Regions from separate parts of the Mus musculus genome. Here regions 1, 3 and 4 are each linked to region 2. The links are chromatin contacts, called in public Hi-C and HiChIP or PLAC-seq maps. All regions are on one chromosome and are shown on one strand. Each heading gives the region's core, a stretch centred on a gene start, on an enhancer-like site or on the middle of the called end of the contact. The rest is flanking DNA. Distances are from core to core; before and after follow the strand shown.

Region 1 (4,637 bases), core at 1,279-3,778, 180 kb after region 2:
TGCTCTGATGAGGTGTACATTAAAATGTTAACCTTGCTCTTACTATCCACGAATACTGCCATCCTTCCCACCTACGAAGTCCGCGGTGTCCGATAAGATGTCATGTGTCCTTTCTGGGAGGCACACAATCACTGCTGCATAGCATCATGTGTTACGATCAGTGCAGTCAAGCCAAGAAATGAGGCCACAGAGAGCCGAAAATGAGAAGGGACATTCTCTCTCTTGCAAATGGCATGGGCGTCTATGAGAGAACATCAGGGGAACTTAAAAATCATCCTAAGACGAGCCAATATGAGTTTACCAAGGTTGTGGGATATAAGACAGTTTTATAAAAAAAAAATAATTTTAAGCTGGGCGTGGTGGCGCATGCCTTTAATCCCAGCACTTGGGAGGCACAGGCAGGCGGATTTCTGAGTTCGAGGCCAGCCTGGTCTACAAAGTGAGTTCCAGGACAGCCAGGGCTTATACAGAGAAACCCTGTCTCGAAAAACCAATAAATAAATAAATACATTTTAACTCTATATGTCAGTAATGAACACTTTGAAACCAATATTTAAAACATAACGCTTCTCTGCTCACTGTGGCTCTGTTCCGACCTTGCAGCGGCGGTATTGGCCTGGCTTCTGGAATGGACAGAGTCCACCAGGAAAGACTGGGGTCGCGAGGAGCTGGGGAGGGAGGGGCCCTGTCTGCGGAAGGTAGGGTTAGATCATTAGCTCAGTGACCTCCTAGGGTTTCCATGTGCTGTGTTCTCATCCTATAGCTGGTTTGGTAATGATCTGCAAGTCCCGGTGAGCAACAGCACAGCTCCGCCTGACGCTCTCATTAAAATCCATGCAGCCAAACTCTGCACGTTGTAGCAGCCTTGCAGAGCCTTGCAGAGCCTCGCAGAGCCTTCTCAGCTTGGGGGGCTGGGGACCCAGTCAGCTGAGAGGCCGTCTAGGCTCTACATAGGTATATGTGTACAAAGGAAATTTTCTTTTAAAACATGTTTCTTTAAGCCCTTTTAAGTAATAAAGGACCCAGTGCAGGTGGGTGTGTTTGTGGAATTCTGTAAGCGTAGAATACAAAGTTTAGTGACTATTTGAACTGGGCTGAGGCTGGTAAGACTATAAAGCAGCGGCCCATAAGGACTCTTAAGCGCTGGAGCAAAGGAGCCGCCCCGCTTCCCGCTTCCCAGTCTGCCTAGCCCAGCGGGGGCTGCCCCCATTCCTATAGCCCAGGGACCCAGCTTGCAATTGGTAGTGTCAGACGTGGCATGTAGCTTTGCCTTGGTTGTGAGATGATTTCATGGGGGGGGGGGGGGGAATTCCTTGGAGGCTCAGAGCAACTGGCCCAAACTCTCCTCCAGTTGGAGGCTCGAGCGCCCTCAGAAAGGACCCTGGCCGATGTCCCCGCAGAGCTGAGGTGCTGTTGTCAGGGCTAACTTGAAATCTCTTCCCGTGGTGCCCATCCTCTGACTCTATAGCACCAGCTTGGACAGGTTGAGGTCTCTGTGGCTTTGTTGAGGCTGCTTAAGCATTCTCACCACCATGTCCCTCTTCTGCATTAGCACTGCCTCCTGCTGCAATAATTTAATAAAGTCTTTGTAGTCACTCAGTCAAAAATAAAAAATAAAAATAAAAAACATAATGCTTCGTACAACTGCTAAAAAAAAAATGAGAACTTGGGTATATATTAAAGATAAATGTGCTGAAAACTCCAGACACTCGTAAAAGAAAGACTGGATCAGTTGTAATCACAGACTGATCGACAGAGTAAAAATTTTACCTCTCCCCTAACTGACACCCATGTCACTGCACTGGTGTAATTCTTTCTGTGGCGCTAGAGCAGTGATCTCAACTTTCCTCGGGCTGCAATCAGTTAACACAGTCCCTCATGCGGTGGCGACCTCCAACCTTCACAATCCATAACAATTTGCTACTGTTATGAATCTTAATGTAAATATTTGATATGTGACCGTGCCAAGGGTTGTAGCCCACCGGTTGAGAACCACTTCTCCAGCGACTTATTTTGTTTGTTGGTGGGCTCACTGGGGTTTGGGTATGTAAACAATTGTGACACCTATAAACTTAGTCTCATTTCTCCTTTCTGAGCCTGTATTATTTTATTTCCGTTTTCCTTATTCTACTGGCTCGGGCATATCGCACCATGTTTGAAGTGGCAGAGAGTTATCGGGACATAGACACTTTGCCTTGTTCCAGCTATAACCAGAATAGAAACCCCTGCTGCCCCTCGGTATGGGTGCCAACGAGCAGACAGGATCAGTGCTTCCCTCAGAGGGCTGGCAACCTGGTGGAGAAGCATGACTTTCTCCAGTAACAAGTTTTATAAGAAACCAGAACACCGACCATTCAGTCCTGCCTCTCTGGTCACGTTGCTCCTCTTGTCTTTGGATTCGTCATGCTGGTGGGTTTGTCCTTATTTCCTCTTGCCCGCCCTCCTTGTTATCACCCTTCCCTGTGTAGGGAGTTTTATACACCCAGGCCAGCCTTTGAGTCACCATTCTTCCCAACCATTATCTGAGTTACCTTTAGGTTAAAGATTAACTCCCGTCAGTTAACAATGTGCGCTTTCTGGGCAGCACACAGTGTGTGCGTCCAGATTCCTGCATACAGTGAGAAGTACAAATGGCCTCTCATGACTCAAGAGAGACAAGAGCCTCTATCCTTTTCAACAGTATGAAGTACAAGTGTGCTCATTTAGAGCTTAAAGTGTCCCCATCTGTCCCCTTCACTATCAAGGCTCAGCAGGATGTGTGCTTTGAGAAAGCCATCAGTGTCTTGGAGTCTGTGCAGATCGATAAAACAAAAGCATCCAAAACAGATATAAAAATGAATCGGCAAGCTTGGGAGGATTCACCCTCCTTGATTTTAACACTCAACATGAATGGAGGATATCCACAGCAGGACAGACAGATAAACAGACTGAGGAGTCAGAATAGATACTCCAATGTGAGTCCACAGAAATACACCCAGCTCTTCCTGACAAGGGCCTACAAGCAAGTCAGTACAAAGAGAACGCCATTTCGCCATGCAGTGGTCGAGTTATTAAGGGAGGAGTATGAACCTCAATCTAAACCTTACAGATGGTTCAAAATCTGACCCCAAACTGTAAAAGTTTTAGAAGATATTATAGATAAAAATCTTCAGGATCTAGACTTGATGAAAAATTATCTCATTGACTCAACATTATAATTCGTAGGAGAAAAAAATTAAAATAAAACCAAGTTAAAATTAACTAAAGTTTAAAGTATTTGTGATGGAAAAGATCCTATTATAAGAGTCTGAAAAAGAAGGCACATGGTGTGAGAATATATCTGCAACTACTGCAGCGCCGGATCTAGAATTTGAAAAAAAAAATCAGCATGTAACAAAAAAATTAAGTAATTTCCAGGAAGTATGCAAAAGATATAATAAGATATTTTTAAAAGAAGAATTTACAAATGGTAAATAGTCCCATTGAAATATATTCAACACCCGTAGGAAACTGTACAAATTTTGACTGCTATAAGATATCTATAAAAGCAAATGTGAAAAATACGTGGATTTAGAACAAGTGACCATATAAAGTATTACAGCTGCTGTGGGGAATAAAGACCCAGATACGCACTTACTGCGTAACAAAGCAACTCTCTTCATGGTCACTAAACACACAGAAATAAAAACATTTTGTTCACACAAAACCTGGGAACCCCATAGTTGTTCTATATGAAACAGATTAAAAACTAGAAATCTTCCACAAAATGCCCATCCGAGGGGAATGAGTAACCCGAGTTGTACATCACGTCAAGGACCTTATTTGCTGATATAAAGTAACATAAAGGGACTGGGCACAGGAAGGTGTGCCAAGTGGGGAACGCTTTCAAAAGGTTGCATTGTGTGTCTCTATGTACGTGGTGAGAGTTAGTGAAGGCTGGTGCGTTCATTTTAGTAAACAAAGGAATGGATGAGTGATTTCAGGGATGGGTGTAGGAGTTTGATGCTTATACGCAGAACATTTTGGTGAATGAAAATTCTTATCGTTTAGTAACAGGACAACTTACTGAAAGCGGTCTTGCTCCTACGATCCTTTTTCTTTAAGCAGAACAATTCCAAGACTGGCCAGCAGGGGGCGAACAATTCCTCAGCGCAGAGCGACCGCTGTTTAGTTTTTTCTGCAGCTCACATTCATTCTGCCCTGATGCTCTTACATGGGGGCGGTTTTTTACATTTCTTGTGATTTGTTTGTTTGTTTGTTTCATATTAGTAACAATCAAGCGTGTTTTCCATCTGTACCCAGGACTTAACATCCGTCATAGCAACGCAACCTTCCACATTCACTGTGATTTTTTTTAAGTGATGGTTTATAAATCAAAACATAAAATTCTAATTTTAACTAATTTGAAGCAAATTACATTTCAGTAGCATTAAATATATTATCATTGTTTAGGACAAGATATCAAAAAAAATTTCATCCTAGGCTGGGCATGGTGGCTCATACCTCTGATCAGAGCACTCACGAGGCAAGGATCTCTGTGAGTTCGAGGCCAGTCTTGTCTACAGCGTGAGTTCCAGGACATCTAGGCCTACATAGAGAACCCTGTCTCAAAAACAGAACAATGCTTTCATCCTATAAAGCACTGAATGACTGTTTAT
Region 2 (5,128 bases), core at 1,952-4,451:
GGACATTTTTAGTTCACTATCAAAATGTTCTCCTTCTTAACATGCTGAGGTCCTGGATGTAACCTTATCAGGTTAACACTGAGGTATGTTGTCATCTACTGGCCAACTTTTCTAGAGAAAAAAAATCTTAGCCTTAACAATAGGGTACGTCAATGAGAATCCCAGTTCCTTTCTTATTAGAAGGAGTAACACTTTGGGGATAAGATGACCTTTGGAGCCTTGGGCCAGGAAAAATTCATTATGAAAATAATTATTCATGCTACCTGAGATTTGCTTATTAGGACAATATGGAGAGAGAGAGAGAGAGAGAGAGAGAGAGAGAGAGAGAGAGAGAGAGAGAGAATCTTTAAAAACATGGTAATGAATAAAAGTGCTGTTAATATCATTACTGTTAATGATATTAATATCAGCTTTTAATACATTAATATCAAGTTTAGATGAGGAATTCACCATTCAATGTAATTATTTTATCTCCCAGCTATGAATGCTGACTCCCTAAAGCCATAAATTTGGGAAGAGGAAGCTCTTTGAACACAAAATCCATAGAAAAAGCAGAGCCACTCTACTGCTTCATGTGCAAAAGGAACAGATTACCCTGCAAGACTGGAAAAAGTAAAGGGTGTGATTGTCTGTCACCATAGCATTTGAGAGGCTGGACGGGAGGACAGCCAAGTCCAGATCACTGTGGGTCACAGAGTGAGACTGTCTCAAAGACAAACAAACAAGAAAAAAGAAAGAAAGGGGCAGACTGGCCACAGAGTTGCAAGGAAAGTTTTCATCTGAAGTGAGTTACCTATGTCAGGAGTCATGAGACACAGTGAAGGCACAATTAAGTGCAAATTTTTATTTGTAGATTTGAGACAATGAAATAGAACTTTCTCTAAGAGAAGTTAACGAACTAAGTTTTCTATCAGAGACGTCTCTGTGGTGTGGTGATCTGTGTGGAGCTGCTGTTGCATGCCATCCTCCAGCGCCGGTCTGTTTAAAAGGCGCAGTGGCTGGGTCTTAAATGGAAGCTTCTAGCTTCTTTTATGAGTAGAAAATGAGCTCATGTCCCTAGCATTTCCTCTCTTACTCTTTGTCTAAACGATTCTTTCAGACTGATATCTAGCCACACCAGTCCCTGAGCTCATCATACTTCTGTCTCAGGACTGCCCCACTTAGTAAACAAAATTCTTACAAAAGCATCTCTAGAATTCAGTCTGCAGTGACAAAAAAAATAGAAGTGGAGCTCTGCCATGAACAGGTTTACATGCAGTGCAAAGCCTGGGAAAGAAGGCACAGAAAATGGGGAGTCGTGGTTGTGTGTGCCCTGGGCTCTGCTCTCCGCCATGGTCAATAACCTCTCAAATGCCTGCATGTGCTTCTGGTAGATCAAGAGAAATGGAATAAAGTTCTTCTCAGTTAGCTCCAACAAGGAGTGTGTGTGAGTGTGTGTGTGTGTGTGTGTGTGTGTGTGTGTGTGTGTGTGTGTGTTCATAAAGGTGGTTCATGTGTAGTCTGGTGAGTGTGCACATATATGGAGGCCAGAGGAAAACCTACTTGTTGGTTGGTTTGTTGGTTTGTTGGGTTTTTGTCTTGAGAAATAGTCTTTCACTGGCCTGAAATCTACCAGGTATGCTAAACTAAGTTGGTTTGCCAGTCAACTTCAGGGATCTACCCGTGTCTCCTTCTCCCAAGCACTGGCTTGTGCCAGCATGCAGGACATTTTGTTTTGTTTGTTTCCTTTCATTTCTCATGAGTTCTGGCAATTAGAGTCAAGTTCTCCTGCTTTTGAGACAAGCAATTTGCTTGGACAGTCAATGGACAATACTGTTCACAGCAGTGAGTAGTGTACACTCACTCTTTTGATAACTTATAGAGTTTCAAGTCTTGAAGAAAATAGAGCTTTGTCCCTGTCTTAGGACTACATCTGGACCACTCAGGTGAGTGCTTCTGGGACCAGCTCAACAGCTTTTCTCAATAGATTCTTTTCACAATTTCTGTTTATTCCTGATGTCAAAAGCTCTTCCTGGATAGCTTGCTTGAATTTCACTATTGGGTTTTTAAATTATTTTCCTTTATCCCACCCTCAGCTTAGAGGCAGTGTAAGCTGGATAGATCATCCAAACGCTATCTTCTATCAAGCTGAGCCATGGTAAATGTGCTTGGACTGAAGTGTCTGTGGTTTTACGTTGCATTCCAGTGAGGTGATAGAACCTGATCTCCCGGTGGAATGTTCTCTTTCAGGTCTTGCACGCCTGTGAGATAAAGGCTGACCCGCTGGCAGAAAAACTGAGCACTTCTTGATAGTGGCCACAAGAGAGGGCATTGTTTCTCTTAGAGCTAGTCCCCTCCCATCCTATCACAACTCATGACGTGTGCTCTCTGAGTTTAGAAATCCTAAGTTAATTCTTCTAAAACGAAACCTGGGCCTGAGTAATTGTGCCTATAACACCTGATATTCCAGTAGTGCCTCGTGCTTAATAGCAACAAGGAGCACTGATATAGGGTGACTTTCCACAGTCAACAGCTCTGAGTCCATGAGGGTTCACCAGTCCTGAAGTGGAGGAATTTAAAAGAATCTGTCTATACTGAACAAGTGTGACACCTTTTTCTTTCCACGACTCCCTAAAATATACCAGATAACACCTATTTACATGGTATTTATATTGTATCGATACTATGAGAGATCAAGAGATTATTAAAAGTATATGCACACCAGTTATATGCAAGTATTCCATGAGGAATGAGTGTACCATGCATTTTTTTGATTCATGAAGAGTCTGAGAACCAATTCTTGCAGATGTGCTGAGGTGGCTACAATAAAATCATCTACTAGGACACTCTTCCTTCCAAAAGGCAATCTCTTCTTAGAGACATTAAACAGCAACTTTATAACAGCAATTATGTTATAAGAAAATGTGTTCCATATAATTATGCCATAAGCAAGGGTTAGGGACATAAACTTGGTTTATGTTTGTCTCAGAAAGAACAGACAAGATTTTAAAAAGTGCAAGCACTCAGAAACTCCTGAGAAAGACCTCTCTCTGTGTTCACTTTGACCTCTTCTTCGAGGCATAGCTATCCAGTGAGAGGTGTGGAAGGGAAAAATCATTGAGCCCTGAGATGGGCTTTCCCAGCCTCCTGCAGAACGGTCTGTCCAGGTCTGTGAATCAGTGTCAGAACTGGGCAGGGCGAGGTTCCCCTATCCTGCAGCCTGTGATTAGGAAAGCATCCATCTGTCAACAGAGGCTCTCAGCTGCTTTTCCAGCCGGCTTCCACCTCCCTGACTCACTCAGTGATGCCACATCTAATGTTTATGACCTAACGCCTGATCACCATGGAACTAGCACAAACTGGAGACTGTTGAGGAGCAAAACCCACAGAGAGACTCTGGGCACTGCAGGAAACGAGAAAAAAGACCCTCATTCATGGAGACCACAGGAGAAGACAGAACATCCCATCCCTCATGTGGACACTTCCACCGGTTGCTAAAACGGATCCTTGGACGCTTTTGAGCTTCTTGAAGAACCCAAATAAGGACGTAGGGTGACCAAGGACAAACAAACACTGTGGCGTTTAGAAATGAAGACCAAGGAATGGGAGGGAATGTGTATGCGGCTATTTAATAAAGTTTGGATCACAAATTCAGCTTCCTTTCTTTTCTGCCAGCATGTGGCAATGGATGAAAAGAGAAAGGGCAGCGAGTGCCAGGAGAAAGTTCTCCCCAAACTGAACCTTGGGAACAGCCCCGAAGGTGTATTCTCCAACTGGGATGGTTGGTACAATGGTAAGCCCACACCTCCTTGTGAAACGGAAGGCCAGTGGGAAGGATCAAGTACTTTTCAGTAAAGATCTTCACAGTTAATGCTGTGAGCAGCGGCAAACTTTGGCACAGACACACGAGCCAGATGAGGACCCCAGTGGCATCAGCAAGGTGAAGTGTGTCTGACTTCCTGGCCTGCCATCCCCAAACTAATCAGGAGGGGCTGCTCTCCAGCCCTAAAGAGCCTGTATGAACAGAGTCTCCTGGAGTGCTTGCGGCTTCCAAGTAATGGGAGGATCTTTTTATAACCGTTGTGGTTTCATGTAAAAGGAAGCTTAGAATCAGTGGGAAAGGGAGGGGAACTTTTTGAGCTGCAGACCATCTGAAAGGGGGGAAATCATAAATACCAGAGTGTCTGATTATTTGAACGTCTCTTGAAGTCGAATAGTGAACCTTCTTCATGTTTGGCTTCCCCGCACTTGGCTCCCTCTGACAACTTTGCAGGCATCAGGGTCTGTCTGGAATTCATTCCAAGTTGGAGGGATATTTTTTCCCTTGACATTTTGCAGCTGAGGCGGCCCCAAGGAGGAAGCTGAAGAGCGTAACATTACCAAATATGTCCTTTCTCCTGCTTGTATATTTTATTTCCACAGGAAAAGAAGGCAGATTCAGGCCAAGAAGGGCTGGCCAAGAAGAACCGGGCCATCGCAGGCAGCTTCTGGCAGATGAAGACATTGATCAGTCGCCATAGTTCTCAAGAAAGGAAGCTGTTGGTGCCCACCAGTAGAAATCTGCTTTGCTTCAAGACAAATTCTGACAATTTTTTTTTACATGTTATCCCTCTGTTTCAGAAAAATTACCTGTCCTTGTGTTGGTCTCCTGTTCTTAAAAGCACTTGAGTGGGATTTAAAGCCAGTGTGTATTCCTTTAACTAAGCCTGTGTATTCTCCAACTGGGAGGGTCAGTCTACAGTGAGGTTTCAGAAGCCTCATCTATGAAATGAAGATGCAGGTTGCCCAAGTCACGTTAAATTCCCAAGACTGGTAACTCTAGCCTTATTTGATCACGTGCTTTAATCCCTTAAATTTCAGCACTCTTCCCAATATTTATGTATGCATGATTCAGAATTACTACAACTTGACTCCGTCTTACAAAACATATAATGGAATATGCCTATACACATATGCACACAAAATCAACGTTTAATATAGATGATTTATAAGAAATGAAAGGGAAGATGCTAGGCTAGGGATATGGTTCAGTTGGTAGAACTTGCCTACTACACACAAAGCCTTGGGTTCCATCTGTGACACTGCATGAAACAGACACAGGAGTACACAACTGTAATTCTAACAGGAGGCAAAAGTATTACAATTTCAA
Region 3 (5,183 bases), core at 2,629-5,128, 150 kb after region 2:
TCATTATAAAAGAAGAAAAAAGCAGGAAAGCAATGAATGTAATTTCCATAGCAAACATCCATGCTTCCTTCCAACTTCTAACTCCCTGTGAGAGGGCACACTCCTTAAAACTTCATCAGAAGCAAATAGGTCCAGGAAACCAAGCCACGGTCCCTGAGGGTTTTAGAAAAATATTTATTACTATTTTTCAAAAAGACTCTGGCATACGCCCCCTGCCCCGCTTTTCTGGGAGGGAGAGGGGTGGAATTCATTTACATGACTGAACCTAGGACACACCAGAAACACTGGGAAGCCAGTTCCCCAAGGATCCTAGGACAAATCTCCCCGTTTCCAGATGCCCTTATAGGGCTAGAGTCATACTTCCTATAATGCTGACAGCCCAGTGTATGTGTCGCACATGGGTTTTGGCTTTGAGTCACGTTCCACCAGTATGTTTCCCTGAGACTTTTGATTTCCTCTTTGAGGGCTGGCACTGACTTCCTGCTTGCTCTTATAAGAAAATGTCTACAACTGAAAACTGAAAATCTGCAAGATTCCTTCCTTAAGTACACAAACACTCCAAGTCTGGTCACTTTGCTATTGTTCTGCTGGATTCTCTCTCTGTCTTATCGCTGATCAAGTAACCTTTTTAGAGGGGGGGCAAAAAACATTGTACAAGACTCAAGCAAAAGAGCTGAGTACATCATCTCACCCATGCATACCGTAAGTGGCCACCTTAGTGAATTCCTCATCTACTGGGAGGGTTGGTTGGGGTAGAATGTTCTCTTGAAGTCACTAAGTAAACCCCTGTTTAGAAGTCAAAACAACAACTTCCTTCTCCATACAATTTCAAGGATTTGTTTCTCCCATGCTGTCAATCAAAAAGGTTGGGCTAGGGCAGAGTTGGCTGAAGTTGTAAGAAGCTGCTACGTTCGTTTTACTGCCCAGGTGCACACAAACATTTGCTGAGTCATTTATAAGGATGTAAGAAGTCAGGTCCCATGGCATGAACCAAGGCTGGTGTGTCAGTCTTTCCTTCTGGATTTCCTGGCACTTAATGACCTGCATCATAATAAAAACATACTTTCCAGTCTGTGAATGTCTTGAATGTCCTCTGTCACACACCCTTCTCCTTCTGTCCCATCTTGTCTGTATGATTTGTGGAGAGGTAGTCTTCTGTCTTCACCCTTTCAAGTGTTTTGATTATAAAGCTCCAAGCTACATTTCAAATGCACAGAATATTCTGAGATTTTCATGAGTTGGTTGTATATTTCAATAATCTAGTTCCTCTTAGTTAATTATTAAAAACCATCCATTTGGAACTAACTATGGAGTTACTGAGAATTTGAGGTGTGAATTTTATAGTAAAACCTAGTATTATAATGCTGACACTTTTTAACAGTAGTGCAGGATGATAATATACTCTAAATGGAAGGTGGAAGGGGGGAAAGGCAAAGGGAGAAAGGGAGAGGCAAGGGAAGGAAGAAGAGAGGTGAAAATTAAAGTTAAAACACAACGCATCTGTTTCCTGAGAAGTTAAAGGTGGTTAATCCTCACTGAGAGCAACGAAATCGAGACTTCTTATCTTCCTGTTCTGAGTGGGCGTCGGTCGGGCTTCTCTCTGTGACTTCCCTTAGCTTTATGAATGGCCGTTCTAAAAACACTGCCCAAGTTACTCAATTATAAAAAGCCCAACCACTTACCCCTGTGACTGAGCCTGCCCCCTGGATACAGCAAGCCATTGGTGGCTCTCAGGTGGACTTGTGGTTTCAGAGACTGCTCCAACTCTCCTGGCTCCCCTCATCACATTGCAGGCTAGAGAGCTCACCTCAGAGCCCACATCCCACCCCAGATGAGCCTCACCCTTCCCTTCCCTTCCCTTCCTCACTCATTCCACCTTTCTGACCATTGCTGGTAGATATAATTGGGAGTTTAAGACTTGAAAGATTTCACTGTGGCTTCCCACATAGTTTGGACTTTAAAAAAAAAAATATCATCAAAGAAGACAGCAAAAGTGCAAGGCCAAGTTGCCTATACTACACATGTGGCTACTCACATAACTTGCCATGTTCTTTCTTTAAATAGGAAGTCTCGGGCCTCTTCTCTTTGAGGAATGCTTGGAAAGAACATTGAATAACAATGTCAGAAATCCTTCCAGCACTGCAGAGGCTGCTCACACTTCAAGCCACTCACACCTTTCGCTGTTGACATGTAACTGCACTGTACAGCATGTGGCTGGCTTAACAAGGTAATTGTGTGCAGATGATGTGGTCAGCCACTTGAAGTGGCTAACTCCCTTACCCCCTCCCACCATCGCCCCCCGCCACCCCTGCTAATCATCCATGGATGGATTGAAAAAGTTTTAAAACTGGCCCACTTAAATGGGCTGTTTTCATGTTATAAATCTATAGTGTGTTGTCTCCAAAATTAGTCTTTGCCGATATACTCAGTTTAAACTTATAGTCAGAAACACCAACTATGAGAGGAAGCCAGTGACAAATGATGTAGCTTTAGGGAAAGCATGGGATGGTCCCAGAATCTTTCTATGTCCAATGAGAATTGGAGATAAACACACACACACATACACACACACACACACACACACACACACACACACACACACACACGCAAAGAGAGACAGAGAGAGAGAGAAAGAGAGACAGACAGAGAGCCAATAAACAACACAGGTCCTAAATGAATGCACAGTGTATAAAATTGGTCCTTACAGAAACTAAGTAGCAGTTCTAAGAAACAGAGACTAGCTTAGATACATTGTTTACTTTTAACATCAACACACGAGCAGGGGATAAAGCTGTGCTTTCCTTGATTTAACCTCCCTCCACGAGCCTGCAAGCTATTTGAGTAGCAAGAGGCTTCATCACTAATTGTAGACACTTGGGGAAGTCAGTAAAAATATATTATGCACTGATGCTTAGTTTATAGCCGGATTATAACTAGATACAACCGTCTATGGTTTTGCTGTTATGTAAACAAGTGCTTTACTTCAAAACAGAACAAACCCCAACAACATCGTTAGATTATGGGTTTTAGGATAAGTTAAAAAAAAAAAATCCAAGCCTGGACCTCAGTACAGCCATGTTTAAAATATCCCAACTGAACCCCTACTGGCCTCCTTATACCTCTTTCTTCTCCCACTATATTCCCTGACACTTAGCTTCTGAACACAGCCATTTGGTCTGAACTCATAAACTTATTTTTCTAGAAAAGCCATGCCCAGTCATTCCCCTTGCCTCCCTGGACCCTGAAGACAAGTTCTTACATAAAGAGTGCTGAAAATCTCCCTGGGAACCTACATCCTTGGCTTTCATATCTTTCAGCCATCAAAATGGTTATCTCCAGTGACCAAAGATCAAATGCCTGTATTTCAGATACAAAAGTTGCACATAGGAATTCTGGGAGGAGAGGAGGCATTTCAAATGGCTATAAGCACCCTTCTCCTCTCAGTAGAAGAACACCAAGAGACTACAGCCCCGTAAAGAAAAAAAAAAATCCAAAACAAAGAAAAATATTTTTTTTAATTTCTAGGGGCCCATGGTATTTGCCTCTTGAGCTATTTGAGTCTTGAGAAGTTTTTATGTCAGTAGCCAGAACTGGCAAAGAGATTTTTAAGAAGAAAAGATCAGAGAAATAATCGTTTATTTCTAAGTTATATTTCATCAGGAGGGGTGAGAAGATGATATGGAGAAAGTTTTACTTCTTGGTGTTGTGCTGGAAACACAGCGCCTTTTTTTTTTTTCCTGGCGAGCTAAAGTGTGCCAGCTTTTTCAGACGGAGGAATGTGGAGTGTCAAGGGGTCAGGATCAATCCGGTGTGAGTTGATGAGGCAGGAAGGTGGGGAGGAATGTGAGGAATGTCCCTGTTTGTGTAGGACTCCATTCAGTTCTTTGGCGAGCCGGCTCCCGGGAGCGTATAAAAGCCAGCGCCGCCCGCCTAGTCTCACACAGCTCTTCTCTCCAAGAAGACTCAGCCAGATCCACTCCAGCTCCGACCCCAGGAGACCGACCTCCTCCAGACGGCAGCAGCCCCAGCCCAGCCGACAACCCCAGACGCCACCGCCTGGAGCGTCCAGACACCAACCTCCGCCCCTGTCCGAATCCAGGCTCCGGCCGCGCCTCTCGTCGCCTCTGCACCCTGCTGTGCATCCTCCTACCGCGTCCCGATCATGCTCGCCTCCGTCGCAGGTCCCATCAGCCTCGCCTTGGTGCTCCTCGCTCTCTGCACCCGGGTAAGCCCCGGGACTGACGGAAGGGACGGAGGGAGGGCAGAGTGAGCTGCGATCACAGACTGACCTCCCTCCCCTTCCTCTCCGCAGCCTGCTATGGGCCAGGACTGCAGCGCGCAATGTCAGTGCGCAGCCGAAGCAGCGCCGCACTGCCCCGCCGGCGTGAGCCTGGTGCTGGACGGCTGCGGCTGCTGCCGCGTCTGCGCCAAGCAGCTGGGAGAACTGTGTACGGAGCGTGACCCCTGCGACCCACACAAGGGCCTCTTCTGCGATTTCGGCTCCCCCGCCAACCGCAAGATCGGAGTGTGCACTGGTAAGACCCTCAGCCCCATTCCAGCCCCCTTTGCAGAGGCCTCACCTTTTGGTGTTGGACCACCACCTCTCTCAAGTCCAGCGTGATACCCTCTAGAAAAAGAAAAGCCCCTATCCGCAGCTGCTTCCAACCGGCCCCCTGCAGTCCTGACCCTAGCTCGTCACCTTGACATGTACAGTGATATAGCTAGCTGTTCTGATCCCTGTGACCCTACGCCTGACCTACAACTTTGTCTTCCTCTCCCGCAGCCAAAGATGGTGCACCCTGTGTCTTCGGTGGGTCGGTGTACCGCAGCGGTGAGTCCTTCCAAAGCAGCTGCAAATACCAATGCACTTGCCTGGATGGGGCCGTGGGCTGCGTGCCCCTGTGCAGCATGGACGTGCGCCTGCCCAGCCCTGACTGCCCCTTCCCGAGAAGGGTCAAGCTGCCTGGGAAATGCTGCGAGGAGTGGGTGTGTGACGAGCCCAAGGACCGCACAGCAGTTGGCCCTGCCCTAGCTGGTGAGTTGTCACCTTCAAAGTTACTGTTATTCATTCTCCCCAACTTCAGGGCCAATGCCCAAGTCCACCAAATTAAGGGGAAATTGTCCTATCCGGATGTTTTACCTTGTGTTTGTGTGTTCTGCTCTCACAGCCTACCGACTGGAAG
Region 4 (4,695 bases), core at 468-2,967, 130 kb before region 2:
TGCTTTTGCCCTGCTTGAATTCCTGTCCTAATTTTCTTTGCTGATGAACAGCAATGTGGAAGAGTAAGCCAAATGAATCCTTTCCTCCACAACTTGCTTTTCTGTCATGGTGTTTTGTGGCAGCAATAGAAACCCTGAGACTTCCTCAGAAAATTGGACATAGTACTACCGGAGGATCCCGCAATACCTCTTCTGGGCATATATACAGAAGATGTTCCAACTGGTAAGAAGGACACATGCTCCACTATGTTCAAAGCAGCCTTATTTATAATAGCCAGAAGCTGGAAAGAACCCAGATGCCCCTCAACAGAGGAATGGATACAGAAAATGTGGTACATTTACACATTGGAGTACTACTCAGCTATTAAAAGGAATGAACTTATGAAATTCCTAGGCAAATGGTTGGACCTGGAGGGCATCATCCTGAGTGAGGTAACACAATCACAAAAGAACTCAAATGATATGTACTCACTGATAAATGGATATTAGCCCAGAAACTTAGTATACCTGAGATATAAGATACAATTTGCAAAACACATGAAACTGAAGAAGAATGAAGACCAAAGTGTGAACACTTTGCCCCGTCTTAGAATTGGGAACAGAACACCCATGGAAGGAGTTACAGAGACAAAGTTTGGAGCTGAGACAAAATGATGGACCATCTAGAGACATACACTAGCAAGAGTTTGCTGAAAGGACCCTGATATAGCTGTCTCTTGTGAGACTAGGCCCGGGCCTAGCAAACACATAAGTGGATGCTCACAGTCAGCTATTGGATGGATCACAGGGCCCCCAATGGAGGAGCTAGAGAAAGTATCCAAGGAGCTAAAGAGATCTGCAACCCTGTAGGTGCAACAACATTATGAACTAACCAGTACCCCAGAGCTCTTGACTCTAGCTGCATATGTATCAAAAGATGTCTTAGTCGGCCATCACTGGAAAGCGAGGCCCATTGGACAAGCAAACTTTATATGCCCCAGTACAGGGGAACGCCGGGCCAAAAAGTGGGAGTGGGTGGGTAGGGAAGTGGGGGGGAGGGTATGGGGGACTTTTGGGATAGCATTGGAAATGTAATTGAGTTAAATACGTAATAAAAAAAAATTAAATGAAAAAGAAAAGAAACCCTGAGACTAAAAGCATTTTTAAAAAAGAAAAGAAGAGAAGAGGAAAAAAAGAAAAGAAAAGAGAAGAAAAGAAAAGAAAAGGAAAGGAAAGGAAATAAAAGAAAAGGAAAGAGAAGAGAAGAGAAGAGAAGAGAAGAGAAGAGAAGAGAAGAGAAGAGAAGAGAAGAGAAGAGAAGAGAAGAGAAGAGAAGAGAAGAAAAGAAAAGAAGTATTCTGTTTTCAAACTGAGAGTTTGGAGGCAGGCTAGGGAAGAGAGAGCTCTGGCTCTTTGCTGCAATGCAGCTGTAATTGTGGAACAGGCGCCATCGTGTGGCACAGACGAAAAATGATTCTGTTGCCCGAGCTTCACGTTCACATTCTTGCTGTTAGAACTCCTGAGCTAGCTCAAAACGAATTCTCCAGTTTCAAAAACATCTCAGTACAAGATACAGGCATAAGAAGTTTGTTTTCTGTTTGTTTTGCTCTGTTTCGTTTTTTGTTGTTTTTTTTTTTTTTCAAACACTTGAAACTTTCTGGAACAATCCAGAATGGCTCTAAGCTAGTGAGAATTTAGGTTTGTTTTTGAGTAAACGATGAGCACAGCGCCCTCTTGTGGTTCATATGTTACTTTTCAGACAGAAAGATAAATTTGTGGAATCAATCCCAACTTTAGAAAGGGAAGACCTGATTAAAGGGTTGTAGGAAGAAGAGAGGAAGAAGCAAGAGTTTCTGGTGCGCTATTGCAAAAATAGGGAGATTTCAGATAATGTACTGTACATCTTTAAAACACAAGAAAGGATTTGAGAAGTTTCACGACAAATTAGAATGTAGTATGACCAGCTGCCTTAAGCTCCTGTCTGTCTGTCTACTAGCTATCTATCTACCTATCATCTCTATATATCTATATATTTATCTCTCAGCTATCTCTCTAATATCTACGTACCATCTATAATCTATCATCTATCTGACTATCTGTACCTATCTATTATCTGTCTATATATCTATATTTCTATCTATCTCATCAAACTAGCAAAGTAGCCAAGACTGGCCTTGATCCTCTGTGTCCAAGCCCTCAGTGACATGATTATAGGCATATACCCCCATGCATGGTTTAACTGAAATTTTAAACTTCCCGTTATTCTGTCATAAGACAAAAGATAAACGTCATTTTATACACTTCTTGAAAGAAATTTTGTGCAAACCTGTAGTGACTAGTTTTGTGACACTTGACACAAGCTAAAGTCATCTGAGAGGAGGACACTTCGATTTAAAAAATGCCTCGGTAAATTTGGGCTGCAGGCAAGCTTGTAAGTCATTTTCTTAGTTAGCAATTTATGGGGGATGACTCAACCCACTGTGAGTGTTGTCGCCCCTGGGAAAGCAGTCCTGGGTTCTATACGAAAGCAGGCCGAGAAAGCCAGTAAGCAGCATCCCTCCATGACCTCTGATTTGGCTCCTGCCTCCATGTTCCTGCCCTTTGGTGATGAGCAGCACTGTGGAAGTGTAACCGCTATCCTCCTCAACTTACTCTTTGGTTATTTGGTACTGGCTGACTCTCTGTGTGTTGACACAAGCTAGAACCATCCATCACAGAGAAAGGAGCCTCAGCTGAGGAAGTACCTCCATAAAATCCAGTTATAGGGTATTTTCTCGATTAGCTATCACAAAAGTCATTGCAATAATAAGCATTGTGTTATTAGCCCGGTGCCAAATGGCGTGTACAGCATAATTAATTCTTCCTTGAGAAGTAGTTCGGTCTTTCACAGGTTAAAAGCAAAGGATCAGGTTGAAGATGTAAGACTACCGCGCAAAAACCGGGCGTGGTGGCGCACGCCTTTAATCCCAGCACTCGGGAGGCAGAGGCAGGCGGATTTCTGAGTTCAAGGCTGGCCTGGTCTACAAAGTGAGTTCCAGAACAGCCAAGGCTACACAGAGAAACCCTGTCTCGAAAAACCAAAAAAACTACCTCCCAAGCAATGATAAGCTGCCACGCCCCCTTCTTTAGGCCGTGCCCACCCCACACACTGCTCTGTAATGCTCTGGTCCAGTGTCCTGCTCTTGAGGAGGTAGAGTCTTGCTCTGAAGGATCCAGGGAGTCAGTAAAAACTGAGACGAGGATCTGGAATGTGGCTCTGTAGATGACAGGCTGCACTTCGTTTTCTGGTCGGCCTGTCTGTCAAGAATGGGAATAGGAAGTGATTCAGAATAGCTGCACTTTACCGCCATAGCATGAGCTGTTCCGGTACCAAGGCATTTCTAGTGTGTTAATAGTTTAATATGATTAAATAATAAGAAAAACGATTATTTTTCTTATTTAGAAACTGTAGGGGGAAAAGACCCAATAGCTGGTTATATGACTATAGTTTGGATCAGGAAAGTTCCTAAAAGACCATTGTTCAAGACTTGATTCTCAATGTGGCACCGTTGGAAGGCAGTGATGGCCTGGCCTAGATGATGCGGGGTCCCTGTGAGAGCTATTGCCATAGAGGAGGAAAGGAGGAATTCCTTTGGAGTAAGTAGACCCGACCTCTTTTTTTTGTCTTTTCTGGCTATAGGGTATGCAATTTCGGACTATTCACACTCCCACAGTATACTGCCTTGCCCTAAACCCAAAAAGCAATGGTGTAACCTGTTGCGGGGAATATTAAAAAATGATGGAACCGCACGTTCCCCCACTTTTGCCTCTAGCCCAGCATTCTGGCCAACCATGCACTGGTGTGCAACCTATTTTTATCTTGTGGAGATTCTGACTCTGAACTCCACAATCTCTCCACACAGTTCGCTAGGTTCCCACTGGCGAGTCGCTACCATGCCAACCCTGTGCTTCAAATCCCCCACGGCCTTTGTGGAGCACCTTAGGCAAACCCACGCTTGGCCACTGTACCTTTCTCTCTTGAACCCCGAGGAGCCGCCACGTGAAGGAAAACACAACACAACCAGTCATGCACCAGGATCTCTAAAATCATGAGCTGAGTTAACCTCTTTTTCTTATTAATATTATCAAGATTATTACTATAACTATAAGATTATTATTACAATTATCTATTCCTTATTAAGGTTATTCCTCTCTAATATTATTATCTTGATTTTGGATGGGATACTGATTAATACAAGAGATTGATGCCTATAAGTGAGGTCATTGACTATAGCTATATCCCTGGTAGTGAGGAGATGGCTTTCAAATAAAGCCATGAAAGTGAATTAGAAAAATTGCACAGAGCAGGTTAGAAAAAGTTCAGAATGCTGTTTCTGGTTGGGCCATTCTTGTGGAGTCTCAGAATGCCAGGTTGCTGGTAGAATTGTGGGCAGTAAAGGTGATGCCGATTAAGCTTCAGATGGGAATGAAGGCTTAAAGAGTATGTGGCTGAAAGCCAGGTGGTGGTGGCGCACACCTTTAATCCCAGCACTTGGGAGGCAGAGACAGGCGAATTTCTGAGTTCGAAGCCAACCTGGTCCACAAAGTGAGTTCCAGGACAGCAAGGGCTACACAGAGTAACCCTGTCTTGAAAAACTAAGAAAAGAAAAGGAAAAAAAAAAAAAAAAAAGCATGTGGCTGAGACTACGGCTGTGTTCTGTCTGAGCCTTTTGCTGG

What was found. A called contact is a pair of places that touch in the nucleus more often than the background predicts. HiChIP or PLAC-seq counts read pairs in DNA pulled down with a chosen protein or histone mark.
Region 1: a contact with region 2 is called in an H3K27ac HiChIP or PLAC-seq map of extraembryonic endoderm stem cells. The contact joins two enhancer-like sites. A contact is called at or near these places in 1 of 15 datasets of contacts at CTCF or cohesin (embryonic stem cells), 4 of 484 Hi-C or Micro-C datasets (nephron progenitors, palatal mesenchyme and uterus), 8 of 115 datasets of contacts at active chromatin or transcription factors (cardiomyocytes, embryonic fibroblasts, embryonic stem cells and 3 more) and 1 of 9 other capture datasets (embryonic stem cells).
Region 3: an H3K27ac HiChIP or PLAC-seq map of extraembryonic endoderm stem cells shows a contact between it and region 2. The contact joins the promoter of Ccn2 here to the enhancer-like site in region 2. A contact is called at or near these places in 6 of 39 promoter capture datasets (the 3T3-L1 cell line, the SN4741 cell line, cranial neural crest and 2 more), 1 of 15 datasets of contacts at CTCF or cohesin (stem cell-derived epiblast-like cells), 28 of 484 Hi-C or Micro-C datasets (the AML12 cell line, the C2C12 cell line, MC3T3-E1-derived osteoblasts and 15 more), 17 of 115 datasets of contacts at active chromatin or transcription factors (cardiomyocytes, a colorectal cancer cell line, differentiating embryonic stem cells and 10 more) and 3 of 9 other capture datasets (adipose tissue, liver and pancreatic islet).
Region 4: a Hi-C map of uterus shows a contact between it and region 2, with 3 times the contacts expected there. The contact joins two enhancer-like sites. A contact is called at or near these places in 1 of 15 datasets of contacts at CTCF or cohesin (the NIH/3T3 cell line), 1 of 484 Hi-C or Micro-C datasets (uterus) and 1 of 115 datasets of contacts at active chromatin or transcription factors (fibro-adipogenic progenitors).

The regions. Positions count from the first base shown.
Region 1 is chr10:24,626,758-24,631,394 of GRCm38.p6, forward strand. No RefSeq gene overlaps it. Among named protein-coding and RNA genes, the nearest start is that of Gm15270, 33 kb to the left of the region's middle. Within about 2 kb of position 2,529, at least 44 of the 459 cell types and tissues checked have an H3K27ac peak or open chromatin away from gene starts, as enhancers often do. A contact at or near this core is called in extraembryonic endoderm stem cells, pancreatic cancer cells and uterus, where this site is marked.
Region 2 is chr10:24,444,105-24,449,232 of GRCm38.p6, forward strand. All of the region lies in intron 3 of Gm15270 (predicted gene 15270), which reads right to left. Among named protein-coding and RNA genes, the nearest start is that of Gm40615, 14 kb to the right of the region's middle. Within about 2 kb of position 3,202, at least 86 of the 459 cell types and tissues checked have an H3K27ac peak or open chromatin away from gene starts, as enhancers often do. A contact at or near this core is called in the AML12 cell line, the C2C12 cell line, Sertoli cells and 9 more, where this site is marked.
Region 3 is chr10:24,591,564-24,596,746 of GRCm38.p6, forward strand. It overlaps Ccn2 (cellular communication network factor 2), which reads left to right and starts at 3,879. Exons shown (of 5, transcript NM_010217.2): 1 at 3,879-4,225; 2 at 4,313-4,535; 3 at 4,784-5,035; 4 at 5,169-5,183. The coding sequence starts at 4,163. Gm15270 (predicted gene 15270) reads right to left here and starts at 4,240. Exons shown (of 5, transcript NR_163910.1): 1 at 4,078-4,240.
Region 4 is chr10:24,310,839-24,315,533 of GRCm38.p6, forward strand. No RefSeq gene overlaps it. Among named protein-coding and RNA genes, the nearest start is that of Moxd1, 90 kb to the left of the region's middle. Within about 2 kb of position 1,718, at least 32 of the 459 cell types and tissues checked have an H3K27ac peak or open chromatin away from gene starts, as enhancers often do. A contact at or near this core is called in uterus, where this site is marked.